Regions from separate parts of the Mus musculus genome. Here all the other regions are linked to region 5. A link is a contact called in public promoter capture Hi-C data. All regions are on one chromosome and are shown on one strand. The core of a region is the stretch at or near the end of the contact, and the rest is flanking DNA. Distances in the headings are between cores, read along the strand shown.

The links. Promoter capture Hi-C pulls out the DNA fragments that hold promoters and counts their contacts.
Region 1: a promoter capture Hi-C map of pre-B cells shows a contact between it and region 5, with 3 times the contacts expected there. The contact joins the promoter of Sdf2 here to the promoter of Mir22hg in region 5. A contact is called at or near these places in 3 of 39 promoter capture datasets (cranial neural crest, liver and pre-B cells).
Region 2: a contact with region 5 is called in a promoter capture Hi-C map of liver, with 3 times the contacts expected there. The contact joins the promoter of Traf4 here to the promoter of Mir22hg in region 5. A contact is called at or near these places in 3 of 39 promoter capture datasets (erythroid cells, liver and pre-B cells) and 1 of 9 other capture datasets (liver).
Region 3: a promoter capture Hi-C map of liver shows a contact between it and region 5, with 4 times the contacts expected there. The contact joins the promoter of Pipox here to the promoter of Mir22hg in region 5.
Region 4: a promoter capture Hi-C map of liver shows a contact between it and region 5, with 5 times the contacts expected there. The contact joins the promoter of Fam222b here to the promoter of Mir22hg in region 5. A contact is called at or near these places in 2 of 39 promoter capture datasets (embryonic stem cells and liver).

The regions. Positions count from the first base shown.
Region 1 is chr11:78,244,301-78,248,305 of GRCm38.p6, forward strand. It overlaps Sdf2 (stromal cell derived factor 2), which reads left to right and starts at 1,446. Exons shown (of 3, transcript NM_009143.3): 1 at 1,446-1,870. The coding sequence starts at 1,696. It overlaps Supt6 (SPT6, histone chaperone and transcription elongation factor), which reads right to left and starts at 1,403. Exons shown (of 37, transcript NM_009297.2): 1 at 1,248-1,403.
Region 2 is chr11:78,164,225-78,168,069 of GRCm38.p6, forward strand. Traf4 (TNF receptor associated factor 4) reads right to left here and starts at 1,326. Exons shown (of 7, transcript NM_009423.4): 1 at 1,074-1,326. The coding sequence starts at 1,216. Nek8 (NIMA (never in mitosis gene a)-related expressed kinase 8) reads right to left here. Exons shown (of 15, transcript NM_080849.3): 12 at 3,499-3,662; 13 at 3,239-3,397; 14 at 2,926-3,084; 15 at 1,882-2,553. The coding sequence ends at 2,525.
Region 3 is chr11:77,891,000-77,895,242 of GRCm38.p6, forward strand. Pipox (pipecolic acid oxidase) reads right to left here and starts at 2,873. Exons shown (of 8, transcript NM_008952.2): 1 at 2,668-2,873; 2 at 1,113-1,261. The coding sequence starts at 2,781.
Region 4 is chr11:78,092,099-78,095,989 of GRCm38.p6, forward strand. Fam222b (family with sequence similarity 222, member B) reads left to right here and starts at 2,592. Exons shown (of 3, transcript NM_145430.3): 1 at 2,592-2,693.
Region 5 is chr11:75,459,330-75,463,131 of GRCm38.p6, forward strand. It overlaps Mir22hg (Mir22 host gene (non-protein coding)), which reads left to right and starts at 2,210. Exons shown (of 3, transcript NR_030711.1): 1 at 2,210-2,426.

The DNA of each region.
Region 1 (4,005 bases), core at 196-2,695, 2.8 Mb after region 5:
CAGCTTCTCCATTGTTGCTATAATTGTTTTGTAACTAAAACACTGAAGACTCACAAACTGTGAGTGTTCAACAATAGAACTAAACTTTTTCTCCCCAAAATTAATTAAATTCAACGACTTCCACACATTGTAGCATACTTCAATGCTGGGGAGGGGGACCAGGCTCCTCCCTTCCTACAGGTTTATGGGCAGTTAACGGTTGCTAGGGGGGAGGGGCTCATCATGAGATCCCACCAACCCTAAGGATCGATAGTAATTCATGGTTGCTGGGGGAGGGGAACATTTTCTTTAGGGTTGTAGCCCAGGCTTCTCTGAATACTTCTTCACCCATGTACTTGTAAACCACCATAAATTAACTAATTGAGGCATACACACACACACACACACACACACACAAATTAATGAAAGTAATAAGTAATGGAGGATTCTGAAGAAGGGGAGCAGCGGGAATGGAGTGGGGCGGGATGAAAAACAAATTACCCTATGACCTTTGTATTACCGTGTCTTTTCATGTAATTATTACAGGAGACCCGCCTCCTAAAGGAAAACAGAAATCGATTCTTTCTGTAATACAGAGGAACTGCTTTACTTAAGATACTCGAGTACCTGATGTCAAACAATACACATTTCTGATTTAACAACCAATTCTAATATTTATGATAGGTCTTTGGCAAGTGTTCGAGGAAATGAATTATACAAGATGGAAGGCTCCAGGTACTTAAGTATAAACTCGCATCTTTAGAAAGGATTAAGGGACTTGCCCATATGTGGAAAAAAAACCGTATAATTACTCAACATTTTGTAAAGAGCTAACATTCAGCACAGTACACCCGCCTCATGGCTGAACTCTCGAAAGCTCAGCAGGACCCAAACGCCGGACTAATTAATCCGATCACCTGATGCCAAGTAAAGAAACCCTTAGGTCTCTCTTCTAGTCCCAATTTTTTGCGTGGCCCAGATTCCAGACGCCGCGGAGAAGATGGGATCCCAGAAAGCCTGTTGATTCAAGAGGTAACCCCAGGTCACAGGTTCCGGGTGGTACCGCGTGGAGAAAGGGCTGGAGACTCTGAGCAATCACGGTACTTTCCTGTCCTTTTCCCCCCTGGCAGATCAGGGAAAGCCAGGGCCCCCTTCCTTCCCGCAGTGGGGCACCCCAAAGCTTCTTCCCTTACGGGACCAGGCCCCAGGAGTCTGGCTCGCCACCTGCGCACCCACACACGCAACACACTCTCCAGGCTGAGCGTTACCTGCTTGAAGGCCGCTGCTTCTCCGCTACGCTAAGCTCCCACCGAAGAAAATGGAGTCGCCGATCAGAGACTGCAAAAGGATAGTCCGGACCCACCGCAAGGGCCCTCCGCAGCCGCCGCCACCACCACCACCACCGTCGCCGCTGCTGCGTTAACGTAGTACGTCACCTCCGGCTCTCTGTCACTGGGAGTGGGAGGGTCATTTCCTGCTGTCTTTTCCCCTCCGGCGTCTAGGGCTTTGGTTCCGAGTCCGCGAACGCCTAAGGAACGCAGCCGCCACAGAGCACCCAGTACAAAGTGAGGTCCCGAAGGCCTCCCGGGCCAGCGTGTTCTTTAAGCCGCTCTCGCCAAAGGAACCATAAAGATTCAGGTTAAGGAGTCTTCTCTTCCATCTTGGCGTAGTTCTACCCTCGGCTTCCGGTTCCGGGGACGGGCCTAATTTTCTTGGATGATTAGTTCTCTCGGATCTAGGATGGCTGTCTTGTCGCTTCTGTTGTTGGGTGGTTTGTGGAGCGCTGTGGGAGCGTCCAACATGGCTGTCGTTACTTGCGGCTCCGTGGTGAAGCTACTCAATACACGCCACAATGTCCGACTGCATTCTCACGACGTGCGCTATGGGTCAGGTACAGAGGGGGACTCACCGCTCTGGGTGGGCTGCCTAGGCCGGGTGAGCCTAGAAGGGGCGGGGCCTCGGAGTCTGAGGGCGTGGTCTGGGAAAGTTAGCCGTGCCCTATTTCTTGAAGAGGACGACGAGTTGCCAAGGAAACTTAGTCCTAATGTTAGTTTCTGTTTGATGAGCTGTGGGCCAAACGTGTTACATATATACTTTCCGGTTTTTAACATTGTATTGAGGACAGATACTAAAGTTATTTTCTTAGGTGAGTAAATAGACCTAGAGATATTGCTCAAAGCCAGCTAGTGAATGATGGAGACAGGGTTTAATCCAAATCTGTGCAGGTTCAAAATCTTTCAGATTCCATGGGCTGCCACTATTTTGTGCTGGAGAGAGGAGCATTTAGAGCAAGACAACATAAGCTGAATCTCAGATTTTAAATGTCACCTATTTTTAGCTCATATTTTTTGACACTCTAACTTAGCAATAACTTTCTTGTAAAGAATTTAAGCATTGACAGACATTGCAGAGGAAAGTCTGTTTTTTATCATGTGCAATTAAAATACTCACTTATTCGTGGGCTCATTCATTTGGCCTAGATTTAAAGAGCACTTTTAGTGTGTCTCGTATTGTTCTAGATACAGGAAATACAGTAGTGAATCAAACAATAAAACAAGACTAATGGGCAGGCGTGGTGGCCTAGGTCTGTAATTGTAGCACTCAAAAGGTTGAAGCAGGATTGTAACTTCAAGATCAGCCTAGCCTATATAGTGGGGGCTGTCTCAAAACAACAGAAGTTCAAAGGCTGGTAATTACTTCAGTGTTAGAGTATTTGCCGAGCATACGGAAAGCTTCTGCCCCCACACTGGAGGAAATAAAGTCATGAAGTTCGACAGGAGGTGTACTTGTGATATAATTTGAATGATTGATGATGCTATTTGCTAGAAAGGAAGTGACCTTCTAAGATGGTTAGTCTGTTCACAACTCTCAGAACCTGTCTTACCAGTTTAGTCCAGGGAGTATGTAGTCTTTACATTCCTAACCACCTCATTCAGTAAACACCTACTCAGGCTTACTACATTCTTTTTTTTTTTTTTTTTCTTTTTCTCGAGACAGGGTTTCTCTGTGTAGCCCTGGCTGTCCTGGAACTCACTTTGTAGACCAGGCTGGCCTCGAACTCAGAAATCCGCCTGCTGCTGCCTCCCAAGTGCTGGGATTAAAGGCATGCGCCACCACTGCCCGGCAGTTTTACTACGTTTTAATTTAATGTTTCCTGCTCTGGCTCTACTAAATAAAAATGGAGTTAGGCTGGGCGGTGGTGGTAGAGCAGGAGGCATTTAGTCTTAATATTCTGGAGGCAGAGAGAGGCAGGATCTCTGAAGACAGCCACTCTACCTAGAGAATTTCAGACCAGCCAGTGCTACACAGTGAGACACTGCCTCAACAAACAAAAATCCAAATTAGCAGTCGGGTGGTGGTGGGCCATTCCTTTAATCCCAACACTTAGGAAGCAGAGGCAGGTGGATCTCTTTGAATTTCAGGTCAGCCTGGTCTACAGAGTGAGTTCCAAGACAGCTAGGACTACACAGAGAAACCCTGTCTCGATAAAAAAATAAAAATCAAAAAATCAAAATCATTTAAACGAAGAACTTGGATTAGCCCTCTTGGGGGATGGGTTTGTGCATCATCTATTCAGATGCTAATTTCTATGCTTCTCTTTAACTGCAGTCCAGAAGTTGGCCAGGTTAAGCACTTCCAGTTTCAGTGTTATGCAAAAATTGTTATCCGTCACCTCTGATTGGTTAATAAAGAGCTGATTCAGCCAATGACTGAGCAGAGGAGAGAGGGAAGGCAGGACTTCCCGTCCCAGTCATGGGGTCCCACAGAGGAGTGAGAAGGGGTTGGGGGAGGAAGAAGAAAAGAAGATATGGAGGGACCAGGAGTGGCCATGAGAACACAGGTGGAGCAGAGTGGGGCTGATGAGGCTCAGGTCACAGGTGAACGACCATGAGGCTGGGGAGTAGCCAAGCTAGCACAGTAGAATAGATGACTTTCTGTCTAGCTATAGGGCTCACAGCCTTTTAATACATTTATTAGGTTCCTGTGCCTTTTATTCAGGGACCAAAAAGGACTAGAATGGACCAA
Region 2 (3,845 bases), core at 76-2,575, 2.7 Mb after region 5:
GCCAGAGGGAGGAGGGAGAAAAGAAGGGAGGAGGGGGGACCACAGCAGCTTGAGCAGGAGCATATGTGAGAGCAGGAGCCCGCGGCTGCTAGGAACAAAAAACAAAGGGCCTGCTGAGATTTCCGCCAGCCAGGGGCTTCGGAAGACAGTGGGGACGAAGCACTGAGGCACAAGTCCCACATTGCTTTCCCTGCCAGTTCCCCTCGCGGGACCGCGGCAGACTCAGCCTGCCTTGTGCTCTAGAGCACGACCTCCACGGGCGTTGGGGCTCCCCGATCTCCCCTCCAACATGCAGCCTTCAGTGCCAGGAGCCTCAAGACCGCCCAGGGGTGCCCAGAAATGTGAGCGATGCCTGAGGCCGCAAGGCAGGACCTGGATCCTCAGTGGGCACAGGGCATTCAGTACCAACCCGGGTGGCCGATGTACCAACCATCCATTGTACTCAAGACCCCAAGGGAGGGTTCCCCACTTAAGAGGCGGGGAGGGCTGCAGGTCACAGTCCAACCTCTACTGCTTGGCCACACGCAGCCCGGGCTGGATTCCCAGCTAAAGACTTGAATCGTGTGACCCTGGGCAAATCGCAGCCCTTATTTTTTTGAATCTCTGAAATGGGAGAACAATAGCGGCCGCTCTCTCAACGTCAGAGAGGAAAAGAAGAGGTTGGACAGGTGAAAACTCCAGCGGCTTGAGTGCCGCGCGGGAGAGAGAGGCTTTGTCCTTCCCTTCCCTAAAGGATTCAAAGTTCAAGACTGTGGCCGCTCGGGCTCTCAGGTAGGGGGGAAGGGCCGGCTACGGGTCAGGAAGGGCGGCTTTCCCTCCGCCAGAGCGTGGGGAGGCAGTTTTTCCTACCTGGAGCTGGGCAGGTAGGACCCGAGACCCTACGCTTGGGTGCGTAAGGTCCTCCCCAGGGCCCTGACGTCACTGCCGCCCCTTGACATCATGGTGGGCGCTCCTGAGGTCACCGGGCGGCCTCGCAGACAAAGGCGCGACGTGTCTCCGGCCCGAGCCCGTCCCCCGTGCACCGCCCTCATCCCCCTGCACTGCCGGCGGAGGCCCACCGCCCCGGGTCGCACCTGAGAAACTCCTGCAGGCAGGTGTCGCAGAAGCGGTGGCCACAAGTAGACACCTGCACAGGCTCGCGCATGGGCTTCCCGCACAGTGGGCACAGCAGCCGCCGCTTGGGCTTCTCCAGGAACTTGTAGTCGAAGCCGGGCATGGCGGGCTGGCAGCGGGCACGGGCGAGCGGGGCCGGGCACGCGGCGGCCCCACAGCCCGCGCCTCGCTCGGGCCGCGTTTCCCGGCTGCGGGCGGCGCCGACTGGCGGCCGAGACCGGCCCGGGTCCGCAACCCCGCCCGCCGGAAGAGGGGGCGGAGCCGCGTCCCCATGGTCCTAGAGCCCGCCCTCGTGCCCCGCCCACTCCACAACCCCTCACTCCGAATGCTGTCGCACTCCGAACTCTGCCCTGGCTTTGAAAGTTAAATTAGGCTTCTCTTTCCCGCTGGAACTCCGAGTGTGGCCGAGAGTCTTCCAGAAGCGGGTCCCCTTGCGTTACGATGGTGCCTATCAGGTCGCACCACAAAGACTTGACACTTTAGAGGCCACCTTAAGGTCTCCTGCGCCACGCGCCGCTCAGGGACCCGGGGCCCTAGCTTCTAGGTGCTAGGCAGCGAAGCCTGGCAACAGGATCCCAGTAAACCAGGCTAGAGCAAGGAAACTGGGCTGGGCGCTGGGCCAGCGGAACCTCGGCCCCAGCCCTCAGGCCTCTGGCTGCGCCCACATTCCTCCTGGCCGCTGCCCTGCAACCACAGTCGGGCCCAACCCAGTCTTGGGGTGTCTAGCGGCCACTTCCACCCACCCAGTAAGAGATCATAAGCCAAGCAGGCATTTGATATTTTTATTAGTGATACTTTGAAACCTTTGAGAAATTGGTCGGGTTACCTTTCTCCCCAGTCTAGGTCTGGTGAATAGCCTGGGGAAAGGGCAACCTTTCAGCAGTATCTCCTCAGCAAACAAAAAAATAGCTCCAGCACCCCCTCCCTAAGAGGTGTGTGTGGGGAGGGGTGCCTTCGCAGGGGTTGTGCAAACCCTTGCCTCAGGGTAAGATAGAAAAGGGGGCTCCCTCCAACCTATCAGCTGCAAGCTATGCAGAGATTAGGCTAGCCTAATGACCAGTCCAAACAAGCCCTGGCTTGCCCTATTCCAAAGCATGGCATGAGTCTCCAAGAGGACACCGTCAGGGACTTACTTTCTAACTGGGCTGAGGGTGGTTGGAGAAAGGTGCGTTTTTTTTTTTTAGCAAAGGTTTTGAAGGCCGTCCTTCTGTTGACCCCTGCCAGACTGGAGCCTTGCAGATATTTACTAAGATAAAGAGCTTTGGAGACAGGGACTTGGGGGAACAGAGTAGACTTCACTGGCCTTTCTACCCCATTGACGACACAATCCAGGACGCTGACAACAGTCATTCCTCGGGCACCTGCATTTTTCAGAATACTCAAAGGTGGTCTCTTGGATCATCCTGTCGCCTCAGGGGGGAACTGGTTCATCTGTGACTGCTGAAGAGTATCAAAGAGAAGCTACTACTGCCTTTCTGGAGGCAACGCCTACAGCAAGCATCAGCCCTCTTTGATTTCATTGGGCCCTGGAGCCAGAACCCTCCTGCCAGGCCAGAAAGGGAAGTTTTCCTATCAACTGGCTCCAGGAAGTATTAGGAGCAAGAATTCACACAAGGTGTGGAGAGCCATAGAAGCAGCCTTTTCTCCCTGAGGGGGGAAATGGCGTCCCCTCCCCATTTCCCACATTTTTCTGGGGGCAGAAGATTGCTCTGGGTGGGTAATTTGGGTTATAACTATGGAAGATAGAGTGGGGAGTAGAGGGGAGTTGGGTTCACCCTAGTGATGTGGGTGAGATAGGAGAAGAAAACTCACATCGAACAGCCAGCAGAGTGTTCCCATGGCAGCAGGACACTGAAGTCACCATGTAAGGATGAGTCTCATCCAGCTGCACTGGCCTAGGCAGCCCCGCATCCTCATCCCTCCTTCCCAGTCGGCCTCGGGTTCCTTTGCCCCAAGAATACACTTCCCCCTCTGCCAAAATTGGAAAGAGTGGGGCATTAACTAAGCAATCAGCTGAACACTGGACAGCAAGAACAACTCCACAAGGAAGGTGGTGAGTATAACCCACCATATTCCTGCCGTGGTCCACCTGCATCCGGTCCACCCGCATCTTGCCCACCCTCACCTGCCCCAACGGCCACAGTGAAGGCATCCCCGCAGGCCACCATCACCATCTTGATGCCCTCCAGGCCTTGGACCCGACAGGGTGCCCTGCTGACCCTGCGGGAACTGGTGCCCAGCTGTCCATGTTGATTGCTGCCAAAAGTATAGCAGTCCCCAGAAGCTGTGGAGACAGAAGACAAGCAAGGAAAGGACAGTGGTGCAGAAGTCTGGACAAAGCCCGGCGAATCCCCTGCAGGCCTCCCATGCCTAGGTCCTACACACCAGTGATAGCAGCTGAATGAGCAGTGCCAAGGTCCACACACAGCAGGGGCTCCTGGTCCAGAGGTGCAGAGCCCAGTGGTGTGAAGCTCAGGGCCTCCTCCACTTGCTGGTAGGGAACAGGCTCCTCGTCCAGGGATAGGTGGTCCAAGCCTAGCTTGTTGAACCTAAGGATGGAGCCAGAAGTTTGTATCAGCCGCCTGCCTTTCTCCCACCGCAGGGAGTCTCTGCAGGGATTGCTAGGATCTATAGCTCCAAGAGACAAATCCTAAGGCTCTGAACCTTAGAACGAGGAGGAAGGCAATAAGGACTGAGATACTTTGCATCCAAGGAGGGCGGGGAGGCAGCCC
Region 3 (4,243 bases), core at 1,623-4,122, 2.4 Mb after region 5:
TGGCTGTATTTGCATAATGGATTTCACTTTGTTCTTAAGTTAATGGTGTTTTTGTAACAGAACAGTAACCTCTTGGTTCACGGCCATTAAAATAACTGCCACCCTGTGGGGCAGAGCCAGGGTTATGTAAAGGAGGTTCAGTTAAGAGTTCAGAGGAGTAAAAGGGGGTGCAGGAGTAGTTTCTGGTTCCTCCCTGAGAGTGTCAGAAAGGCCACTGTCAGAGGAACCCTAAGGTTTGAAGCTGCTTCAGGGTCACTTCCTGGCAAGTAGTCTGGCCCCTGGAACACCTGCTTTTGTTCCCAGGGGATAGTGTATTAATAAAATGCATTTGTAGGGTTGTTGTGGGGATGAGGGTACAGCATAAAAAGGAGGCAGGAGAGACGGCTCAGTGGTTAAGAGTATTTGTTGCTCTTGCAGAAAATCAAGGTTCAATTCCTAGCACCCACATGGCAGCTCACAACTGTCTGTAACTCCAGTTCCAAGGTTGAATACTCTCTTTTGACCTTTCTGGGCACCAGGCACATATGTAGTTGCACATATAAGTATGTAGGCAAAACATCCATACACATACATTATACATACTATTTTTTAAGTTAGGACATGAGTTAGAATATAGATTTTAGCCGGGCGGTGGTGGCTAACGCCTTTAATCCCAGCACTTGGGAGGCAGAGGCAGGCAGATTTCTGAGTTCGAGGCCAGCCTGGTCTACAGAGTGAGTTCCAGGACAGCCGGGGCTACACAGAGAAACCATCTCAAAAAACAAAAAACAAAAAACAAAAAAATTATATAGATTTTGACGCAGGCCCTATAAGATGGCTCTGGAAGGCTTTGCGCAGGCCTGCTCTAGATACCTGTCCATGGTCATCCTCTAAGTTTTCAGAAAACAACCTGTAAGAGCCTTGGTCACAGGATCTAACCAGGCCTGGAACTCAAAGGTACAGAGGCCAGCAGCATCTGTGACAGTGAGCAGAAGGCCTCCACATGACTGGCACCTCCCTCCTGGGCTTGTGTCCCTCCAGTTGCATTTCAAGTTCACACCTTACAGCATCACACATTCAAAGCACCTGGAGGGATGGGTCCCCTGTGTTCCTGGTCTTCCTCCCTCGCCCACCTGTGTAACTGGGTTCCGGCTTCACGCTCCAGCTGGGCCCATGTCTGATAACATTCCTTCATCATCATCGTGTAGAAGTCCTCTGGATAAGCCTTTCTGATTATGCGGCTCTGTCCATGTGAGCTTCCTCGGGAATGGGGAAGAAAGAACTTGACAAGAAAGACAAGAAAGACAATGGAAGTCACTGCCCTTTGGCTCAGCCTTCCCTTTGTTCTTTAGGAGCCATCTTAGGCTTCAAATGGTTCCTTTCTAATCCTGGGGCCTAGACCTCTGGCCTTGCACAAAGGAGGCAAGTAGGTGCCCTGCAGATGAGCTATCTATTGCCCTAGACCTCTTTTTATTTCTTATTTGAGTCACTGTCATGTTATGTAGCCCAGGCAGGCCTTAAGCTTGCAATCCCCCTACATTGGTCTCCTGAGCAACTGGGATTTTCAGGTGCTCATCGCCAGGCCTAGATATTTTCAAATATTTCCATACTTCCAGGTCTCCTTGAGGCCCACTGATTGGCCAGGCATTCTGGTTAGCAATAGTACCTCAGCACTGACTAAATTTTTCCTTTTGTAAATAGCCCTGGCAGCCACCCATCCATTTGTTAATAACCTTCTATTATCCCACTGAATTCACACCCTGCTTAGATGCCTAGAAAAGCAGAGTCAGAAAACCTTCCAGATTATGCAAATCGAGCCCCATGGTTTTCCGGATCAGGAAAAGGATGTCATCTCACTGAGCCTTCAGGTACCCAGGATAAGGGAGCAATCTTAGGATTAGGGGGGTGCGGGGTGAAGCAAAATGGAGGTTTTCCTGCAGGTTGTAACAGAAATCCCTTGGGCTTTGGGAAAACAGAGGAACTGAAGACAATTCCCAGGATGTGGTAACCTGCTCAGAGAGCTGCAAGGCAGAATGGAAAGGAAGAAGCCACAGGGGTAGAAAACTCAACTTGACAGATTGCATAGGCCCCACCCCTGAGGGGCCCTGCAGGGTCCCAGTGCCACCCTCATTTGAAGCAGTCATGTGATCACTTTTCCTTTAAGGAAAGACGACCTGTGTCTTAGTTCCCGGGCATCAAGTGAGGAGGTCGCTGTTACCCAAAGGTGGAAGAATTCAACAGCAGCTCCTGCTAGGTTCTGGAAGGAGCAGCTGAGAAAACGCAGCTTTCTCCAAAGCTGGTACATCAGCCTTTGCCTCTAGGCAAAACTGTCTTTATTTAAGGTTACCCAGAGCAGAATTGATTCTTTTTCTGGTTGTATCAACCATGTGGGCAAAGACAAGACAGGGTTGCAAGAATGAAAAGAAGTGGGACACTTCTTGATCCGGGGCAAGAACTAAGAGACTTAAAAGAGTATACCAAGAAACCTCACGTGGACTTAAGGGTGGGAATTTTCTTTGCATTGTCAAGATCCACGTGAAGTGGCTACGAAGCTACGAAGTGCACAGAATTCCTGATGTCTGACCGTTTGGCTTCACTTATAGCCCAAAAATTCTGGAAAGCCCTCCCTAGGAGAGGAAAGAAGAGGGGACAGTCTTATATAGCAGAAGGGCAGAAGGCACAGTGTACCTGCTCCAGCAGGAGGACGCTCTTGGAGTGTTTGGCCAGGTGGTACGCGGTAAAGCAGCCCTGGATGCCTGCTCCAATCACAATAGCATCCCAGAAATCTGTCTGAGCAGCCATGATGCCACAAAGCCCACTGAAGAGAAGGCAAACAAAGGCACCTCCAGGCTACAGGGGGAGGAGGGAGGCAAAGTCCAGCTAAACTAGAGTTCCCACAATCCCTTGGGGCTCATGTCCTTGTCTTTCTTTCCCTCCCCAAAAAGCCTGGCACAGGGCTCAGCCTCCGCCTCCCCCTGCAGAGCAGAGCTGGGTGGACTGATTTGTGAGGTTTCGCCCAGCTCAGCTGCTAGCCTCACCCTTGCATCCCTCCAGTTTGCTATTCTTGGCTCAATTATTGTCATGCAAATGGCGCCTTCCCATGCCACCTTCCTGTCTCATTATGATCTTTGTCTCAGGACTTTGCCCGGAATTTCAATGCCTCCCAGACCAAGCTGGGCCCCGGGAATGCTGCCTCCCCCTGCTGGCTTCCCTCTCTGCAGCTTGATTTCCTCCAGAGAGCTACCCGGCCAGCCAAGAACTTGGCAGGATGCCCAGGGTATGGCCCTCCTCCCTGGTGGGTGGCGAGGTCAGGGGGTAGATGCAGGGGCCAACTGGGAGGGCAGTTTTGTGATTATGAAATCATTCTCAGTGTGTTTTACTTTCATGTTGAAAAAAGGACAATAAATGATCCTGAAGAGGAAAAAAAAAAATCCAGGAAAGGACAGTGCGAGGAAGAACCTTGTCCTCAGGCACACGGGGAACCAGGCACCAGCCAGCACACACAGGGGCCATGTGCAGAGAAGCCTTCTGTGCCAGGCAGCAGGCTCAATGGGGATTGTTACAGGCACTGGGGACAGAGCCAGGGTTGGCAGGTCCTGATTCTTATACACTTTGGGGGTCCATTTTAAGATAAAAGGGGAAAGGGGCCTGGAGGCTTAGCTCAGCGGTAGACTTTTGTGTTTGGCATGTTCGGGGTCCTGGGTTTAGCACCCAGCACTAAAAATAAAAGAGAAAAAAAAAAAAAAAAGAAAAAATTAGTCATGCAAAACTAGATGGCAGGACTTCGAAGAGACCGCTCAATTAGAGAGCCCCATGGTTGAAGTTTTATTAGCTTCCTGGTAAATCTGCCTCGGAATACATTATCTCATTAAATTCTCAGGATTTTTTTTTTTTTTTGTATGTGTGTGTGTGTATTTTTATCCTCATTTTTTTTGAGCAGATTAGAGATAGCCTCAAGTTCTCTGTCGGTTTTCCCATTACATGCTTGCCCAATAGAATACAGTGACTGCTACCCTCTTTCTGACCCAAGCCTTTGGACATCTTCTTGTGTTGAAGCACTCGTTCTTAGACCCTGAACCAACATGTTAGAAGTCCAGCCACTCTGTGAGAGAGAGAGATGAGAAAAGTCACACATAGGAAGAGAAGCCATTTTGGACCTTGTGTCCAGACAAACTAACCACCCATGACCTGACCCAGTCCATGGCACGTGACCCAACAGCCAAGCTGTGTCAGCATTCCCCAGTTTTATGAAGTAAAATAAAAT
Region 4 (3,891 bases), core at 1,342-3,841, 2.6 Mb after region 5:
ACTGTCTTCAGACACACCAGAAGAGGGCATCAGATCCCATTACAGATGGTTGTGAGTCACCATGTGGTTGCTGGGAATTGAACTCAGGACCTTCAGAAGAGCAGTCAGTGCTCTTAACAGCTGAGCCATCTCTCCAGAGCTTTTTCTTTCTTTTTAAACAGGACTTTGTTATGTGGCTCTGGTTGGCTTGGTTCTTGCTATTTTTCTTAGGGTGGTTTCAATCTCAATTTGAGACAGCCCTTCTGGCAGCTTCCAAAGTGCAGAGATTACAAACACGCATCACTTTGAATAAATAAATAGTGCTACATCTTTCAAGCTAGGCACTAGCTCACAGGCTTCTGGTCTTCAAGCACATCAGGCGTTCACATGGTACACACACAGATATACATGCAGACAAAGTGTCCGTACTTAGTGAATCAAAAAGAAAAGGAAGGAAGGAAGGAAGGAAGAGAGAGAGAGGGAGAGAGAGAGAGAGAGAGAGAGAGAGAGCAAGCAAGCAAGTGGGCTTTCCTGGGCTGGAGAGTTCAGGGTGGAGGGCAGGGTATGCCAGCCAGGAGGGCTCAGTAACAGGTAGGGGGGACTGAGTGATTAAAGGGAGAATCTGGAGGCCAGCATCTGCTTTGATATGTTAAATAGGCACTTCAGCTAATTGTCCTAGGATTGAAACCTAACACATATAAAACAAATATTAAAAAAAACATGCAGAAAATATTGGAGGAATGCTTATAGTTATGTGGAAGATATTTTCAGATTTTATTTTATGTGTATGAGTGTTTTGCCTGTGTGTATGTATGTGCTCCATATGTGTGCCTGGTGCTTTGCTTGAGGAGGTCAGAAGTGGACATCTGGAAGTGGAGTTTTGGATGTTTGTGAACCACTGTGTAGGTGCTAGGAATAGTAACAAGGGCTCTAAAACACTGAGCCAGTTCTGCAGCCTCTGGAAGACATTTTAAAGACAAAAGAAAAAATAAAAGAGAAAAATGAAAAAGAAAAAGAAAGAAACTGAGACACATTTTGTCCAGCCACTGGTAAGTTGACCATACTCCTGTAATCAGCAAGTCCCCAAGGCTTATGTGAGCAACCCTAATTAAATTTGAGTCCCTCTATCCCAGACCAGTTAGGAGGCAACTCACTCATTAAATTTGCACCTGTGTATACTGTATTAGATACCAATTAGTTCATAGCAATTTGTAGCAACCAACTTACATTTTTAAAAGACAGAAGCCTCTGACAGGAATGTAGCTCAGGCCTGTAATGTTGTTATTCAGGAGGCTGAGGCAGGAGGATCACAAATTCAAGGCCACCATGGACTACATATGGGATTCAAGACCAGTCTGGGATACTAGTGAGATTCTGTCTTATATAGCCAAAGTTGTCATCATCACCTCAGTATTAATACATTTGTAAGCATTTCATGAAAACCCTTCGGGTTCCTGGGTACTTCTCTGAAAAAAAAAAAAAAAAAAAAAGACAGAAAGAAGTAACACCAATTTCTTTTTTTTTTTTTTAAGATTGATTTATTTATTTTATGAGTACACTATAGCTGTCCTCAGACACACCAGAAGAGAGTGTTGGATCCCATTACAGATGGTTGTGAGCTACCACGTGGTTGCTGGGATTTGAACTCAGGACCTCTGGAAGAGCAGTCAGTGCTCTTAACCACTGAGCCATCTCTCCAGAGCCCAAATTCTTTTAAAAATGTAGCTCTGGATATCCTAGAACTTCATCTGTAGATCAGGAGAGCCTCAAACTCACAGAAATCCTCCTGCCTCTGCAAAGATTCATGGAGTGCTCCATTCCGTCCGGGTGTTAGTTTATTAAACACTTAAGAGTTCCATTAAATATAGTTGTATGGGCTGGTGAGATGGCTCAGTGGGTAAGAGCACCCGACTGTTCTTCCGAAGGTCCAGAGTTCAAATCCCAGCAACCACATGGTGGCTCACAACCATCTGTAACAAGATCTGACGCCCTCTTCTGGAGTGTCTGAAGACAGCTACAGTGTACTTACATATAATAAATAAATAAATCTTTAAAAAAAAATATAGTTGTATAGGGGCTGGAGAAATGTTCAGCGACTATGAGCACTCGCTGCTGATGCAGAGGACTGAAGTTTGGCTACTAGGATCGATGTCCGTCCAGTCGCTCATAATCGTAAGTATTAATATTTCAAGTACTGTTGGGTACGTGCTACTACTACACAGGGATAAAGGTCTTCTTTATCGGTTTGCAAAAAGATCTGACTCCGTAGTCAGAGATGTACAGTAGGGAACGAGTCTGCAATTTCTTCCACGCCTAAAAGATTTGGTCTTTAAGTGCAGGCAGGATCCAGAATTCTGGTGGGATAAATCTCAATTCAAGACTTTAGTAATTTAGGCAAGATATTCTAGAGGCCTAAAAGGAAGGCTCAGTAGCCACATTCCCTAAGACCTAAAATATCCAAGGCCAGCGAGCGGCCATGCCCACTTGAGACCCAGAGAAGCAGGACATCAGGCAATGATAAAGACGTCCCCGGAGCGAGGTGCGCAGGCGCTGACTGCCGGAGAGGGCCCCGGGCAATCCGGGCTGCGCAGGCGCAGAAGCAGCTCCCGGCCAGTCCGGACGGCGGCTGTGATTGAGAGGCTGGGGCGTGGAGCAGCAGTGGCGGCGACCGGCGACAACGGAGCAGCCATGAGGGCCGGGCCCAGTCACCGACAGTGAGTGGTGGTTTAAGGGTAGTGGACTCTAAGGAATGCAGATATGGCGTGGTGGAAGGACACCCTGACTAGCGGGGTGGCTTCTACTTGTCGGGGACGGAGGTCGTGGGGGAGGGATAGTTTGAGGTGATGATGGTGGAGCATTTGGAGCATGGATGATTAGGTCATGAGTCCCAGAGCTGGACAGCTTGGCGGAGGGAAGGGGTTGCGTTTCGTGGAGTGAGGGCGCACACGGCAGGACCAGTGCCTCGCGCTGTCTGGTTTGTCATCATCCCTTCCCCCAGGAGCTTTGGGTCGCCTCTCCCTTTCCGCTTCTTTCAGAGAATGGTTGCTGGGGGGGAAGGGTGGTGGAAAATAAAAGCCGTGCTGGAGCTGAAGAAGTCCACTCTGAACCAGTCAGAGAAGGACTGGTCACTGGAGTTATGATGTGCCCTGGGTAAAGCTTGGGAGTCGGAAGCTCTGTTTAAATTCAGGAGGAATCTAGGTTAAAGAGCTAAGGACATGGAGTCAGGTTTGGAACCAAGTCCAGCACAGATAAACCTGATCGATAACCTTGGATAGGACCCACTTAACCTTTCTGGTTCTCTGGAAGATCCAGCATTAAATGCTGGGCTTTTGTAAGCTTCATATATTGGTTGAGAGAGCTTATGAAACCTATAGATTGGAAATACTATACGGATGCTAGTATGTACCAGCAATACGATCAGATTTTAGACTCTATGGTTATTAATGGAGTAACTGATTTCTCCATCAAAACAAAGCATATTTGTAAAACCTCAGTAGACAAAAATATGTGCACCCTGCATAAGTACAGCAGATCATCTGTAGAAATAGCACTTTCTTCCGTGGTGTGACAAATTCTCTGTCAAATTGAATAGGAAAAGTACCCTACTCCTGTGCCTTTTTACATGGTATGCAGCTTCTGACCCAAGAGGAAGCAAATACAGCCTGAAGCACTGAGCTATGTTCTCAGCCTTCCTTTTGCTTTTTATTTTGAGACTAAGTTTCACTAACTTGCTTATGCTGGTCTTGAATTCAAGCACTAGTTGAGTTTGAATTAACAGTCTTGCCTCTGTTTCCCCAGTAGCTGGGGTTATAGGCGTACCTGGCTGAGATTCGGGAGGGCTCCTCTGTTAATGCTTGTGTGCCAAGCAGTTTATTAACTGAGCCATTTATCTCCCCAGCCTCTACTTGATGC
Region 5 (3,802 bases), core at 960-3,459:
TTCTCTCGATCAAAACATCAACAGTGCTAAGGTTGAGAAATCTCAGGCTGAAACCCTGTCATTTGGCCTTGAGGTGGGTGGGAGGAGGTTAGAGAGTGGAATAAAATCAGAAGGGCCACCACAGAGGCCTCGAGTGAGGAGGGAACAGGGCTCCTATGCTAGGGATAATGGAGAATAGGGCAGCTTGTTGAAACTTTTCTTTCTTCCAAGCTTGGCTAGAGCCCTGCTCAATTTCCCCCAACTCTGCCAAGTCAGTCCCGGGACTTCGCACTAAGTTTGTCCTGGAGTGACCCTGACTCCAGCTTGGAGCTGGGGCAACACATTTACCTGGGTCTTCCCAGGAGTGGGTTAAAAGTCAAAGATAAGTGGCATCTGAGAAGTTAAAAGTGGGGTGAGTGGGTAAAGGCAGGAGGACCCCATCAATCAGCTGACCTAGGAAGGAAGAGAGCAACTGAAGCAGCAAAGAGCTGGTCCAGGAGACTGGATTCTGACCCACTAGGCTTATCTTCCACAGCCTTTCTTGTTTAGGCTTGGGCTCAGTTTCCCTGCATCATCCGCAGGAGCCCCTGGAGCACCCACATTCAGCCGGCCGCCAGGACAGGCTCCCCAGCAGTGGCCTCCCCACTAACTGACAGTGGTGACAGGAAATATCTCCCATTCCAATCTCCTCAGAAGTCTGAATAAGTAAGGGACAGATGTTGGGGAGAGGCGTCACTCTTGGGTTGATGAAGAAAAGATCATGAGAAGCATACATTTTACCCGCTATGGTTGGGGTTCCATTACCACCCATGGCGGGGTTGAGGGGGAAGGGCAGAAAAAAGGAGATGGAGAAGGACAGACACGTAAGAAGGAGGATGTGGTTAGGGCTGATTCGTCCCCTGGGGTCGAACAATCAGCTGTTACTGGGGCGGAAGGCAGGAAGTCTCCTTAAAGACACAATATTCTGAACGTTGAACTCAGGATTTGAAGCAAGCCCAGCAGTCACCTTAGTGGAGCCCATACTTAATTTAACACAGAAGCGGCTATCTCAGGCTTCCCTCTCATTTCTTTGTCTCAGATGCTCTCACTTAGAAAGCTTAGATGCTCTTAGAAATGACTCAAAAGTCAAGAACCCCAGGCCACAAGTTTCTCTTTGGGGGTGGGGAGGGAGTGAAGAGGTGGTCCCAGTCTTGTCCCTTTAAATAAGCAATTCAGCAGCTTTTGCCAAGTCATTGGGTTCATTTCGGTTTTTGCCCATCCCCCGCCTTTCAGACTCTGATTGGCCCCTAGGGAAGGAGCCGCCTCTTCATTGGTCTCCACCTTTGAAATCACTTCCCTAAGTAGGCCTGAGTCAGAGAAGCGTTTCGGAGGGCGGGACTGAATGGGTGTTAATCTTAGAACCGGGTTTCTGGTTGATACTACTTTGGTAAAGATCTTCCCCTAATTTTTAAAAAGACGCTTCCTCTCTAAAAGTGAGGGCGAATCCTTTGTTAAGAACGTGCCCCTTGAGAAGCCGTGGGCTCTTCAGCGACTAAGACGAGACATTCACTAGAAAAGATTTCACTAAACCCACGAGGGATAGACTAGACCTCCAGTGAAGATTGGGCCTGTGCGGGTGACATTTGTCCCTATACCCCGAAGACCTCGAGCTAGCTCTCCAGTGAAGACTGGGGCCGTGCGAGTGACAGTGGTCCCTATACCCCGAAAAAAAAAAAGTCCTATTTGTGGAAAAAAAAAAAGACTTCGGGTGTTCTGCTGCATCGGTGGCTGGCTTCCATCTTTAGTTCTACTCACTCCTGTTGCTTCGCGTGCTCCACCTTCGCTTAGCTCAGGCCTCCTGTGAATCAGTTTTGAGGCTAAAAGAAGTTCCAAGAAGGAGGGGCTGTAGCCCTTTAAGGACTTCCCCGCGACCGAGTCAGAGATCAGTTTAAAAATGCCAACTCACAGAGCGCGCTGCATTCTGGGAAGCTGAGTGTCACCGTAAGAACTTCATTGACCGGAATGCACTGCAAAAATACACGCCTATACTTCCTTCTGCTCTTTAAACTGTAGTTTGACGTAAAGCTGGTCTAAGCAAGTCGCCTAGGCCGAGGGTTAGCCACACCTTTTCAGCCATTGGCCAGTTGGTTAGTTGGTAGGCGTGGCTTAGAGAAGCTCCTCCAGGCAAGGGGGTGGCCTCCTTGCCAATCAGAGCCCAGACGCCTGAATGGGCGGGAGTAAGCAGAGGTGCTGGCGCCCCCGAGTGGGTGTGGTCACGTTGCCCAGCAATGGGCGGTGATTGGCCCTGGGTGGTTCATTCGCAGCTCGTGCGTCACGACGCCGCCAGCTGATCGGAGACTGGAGCCGGTGTGTGCTGGGCGCTGGGAAGAGACAGAGCGGTCGGCCGTGCGGACAGGTCGCAGTGATTTTGCTCCTCTGTCCACAGCAACCCCCGCACCCAGCATCAGGTGGGTGTGATCTGGGGACCCGGTCATCCCGGGGGGAACCGCGGTAACCGGGTGATGGGGAAAGTAGGGTCCTGACGGCCACACCCTGCCCTTCTGGGGGAGGGGAGAGGGGGCGGCGGGGACAGGGGCGCTCTTGGGAGAGGAGCCTGGACTCTCCCGAGTAGTGTGTCTGGACGTTTAAAGAGAGAGTCCCGGACAGGAGTCGTGGCAGAAGGTTTGGAGAAGTAACTGGGGAGGAATATGAGAGGCCAGAGGGCCGGGGGCGTCTAACCCCGACGCCCTTTGGTTTGAGGATGCCCGAGCTGACCATTTAGCCTAGGGAGGATCTGGACGAGCGAGGGGTGCGGAGGTGCATTGCCTCTACCGGCGCTGACTGGGTCAGGGCCAGTTCAAGTCCCTGGCAGGGAAGGGGTCGCTGGGCGGTCCGGCCCCTCCTCTCGTTCCCTCCCGGGGATGTTATGTAAGGGGGGAGGGGAAAGGAGTAGGGGGCGGCGGTGCGGAGGCCTTATGCAACCCAAAGGTTAGGGTTTCACCGCGGGTTGGGCGGAGGTTGGGGGGGCGGACAGGAGGAGTGCCTGGAAACTCTACCCGCACCCCCCCTCCCAGCCTAACTGGCTGTCTTGGACAGAGAGAAGGTCACCTTTGCACCTCCCCCCTAGTATGTCCGGTAGAGAGGCCCCTAGCCCGGGCTTGGCCTGACTGCCTGGGAAGCCGGCTGGCTGGGTGGGGCGCCTGGGTTAGTCATCGCTGGGCTCCCTCTCTCCCCACCTCCTGGCCAACTCTTGGCCCCTCCCCACGGCCTCCGGTTAGGCTAACGTTCCCACCTCCCTCTGGCCCTAGTTTCAGTCTCCAACTCATTTGGCCTGTCACCCTGGCTGTTAGAGTAGGCTAGAAGCTGTCATGGTGCCAGAGAGTTGATGGAGCAGCTGGTCAGAGGGTCAGTGCCCTGGGCCCACCCCGCCCCGCAGCCAAGGGCACCTGCTTGGCACAAACTCTCAGCAGCCAGTGAACCCTGTGGCCTGAACAGAGCTATCCTGGGCAGAGAGAAGTGGACAGAGACTGATCACCTAGGAGAAGGAAGATCCGACAAAGTTTATACTTCCCAAGAGGCTTTTGGAATTTGAAAGTTGCCCACCCTAGTGTAATCTTTCCACTCTCTGAAAATAGAAATCCCAAGGCAAAGTCTCCTTGGCCCTTCTATCTGGCAGTGGCCATGTCCTTGGACTGACTGTGCAGAACCACCCTCTCGGGCTCCCAGCCCTCTAGCCTGCCACGCCCCCAGCCCCCTCCCTGAGCCATGCTGTAGGGCCCCGGCTTTTACTGCTGATTCATGCGTTGGAACTGTGGGGGCGGGGCTTGGAACTTGGAACAAAGTT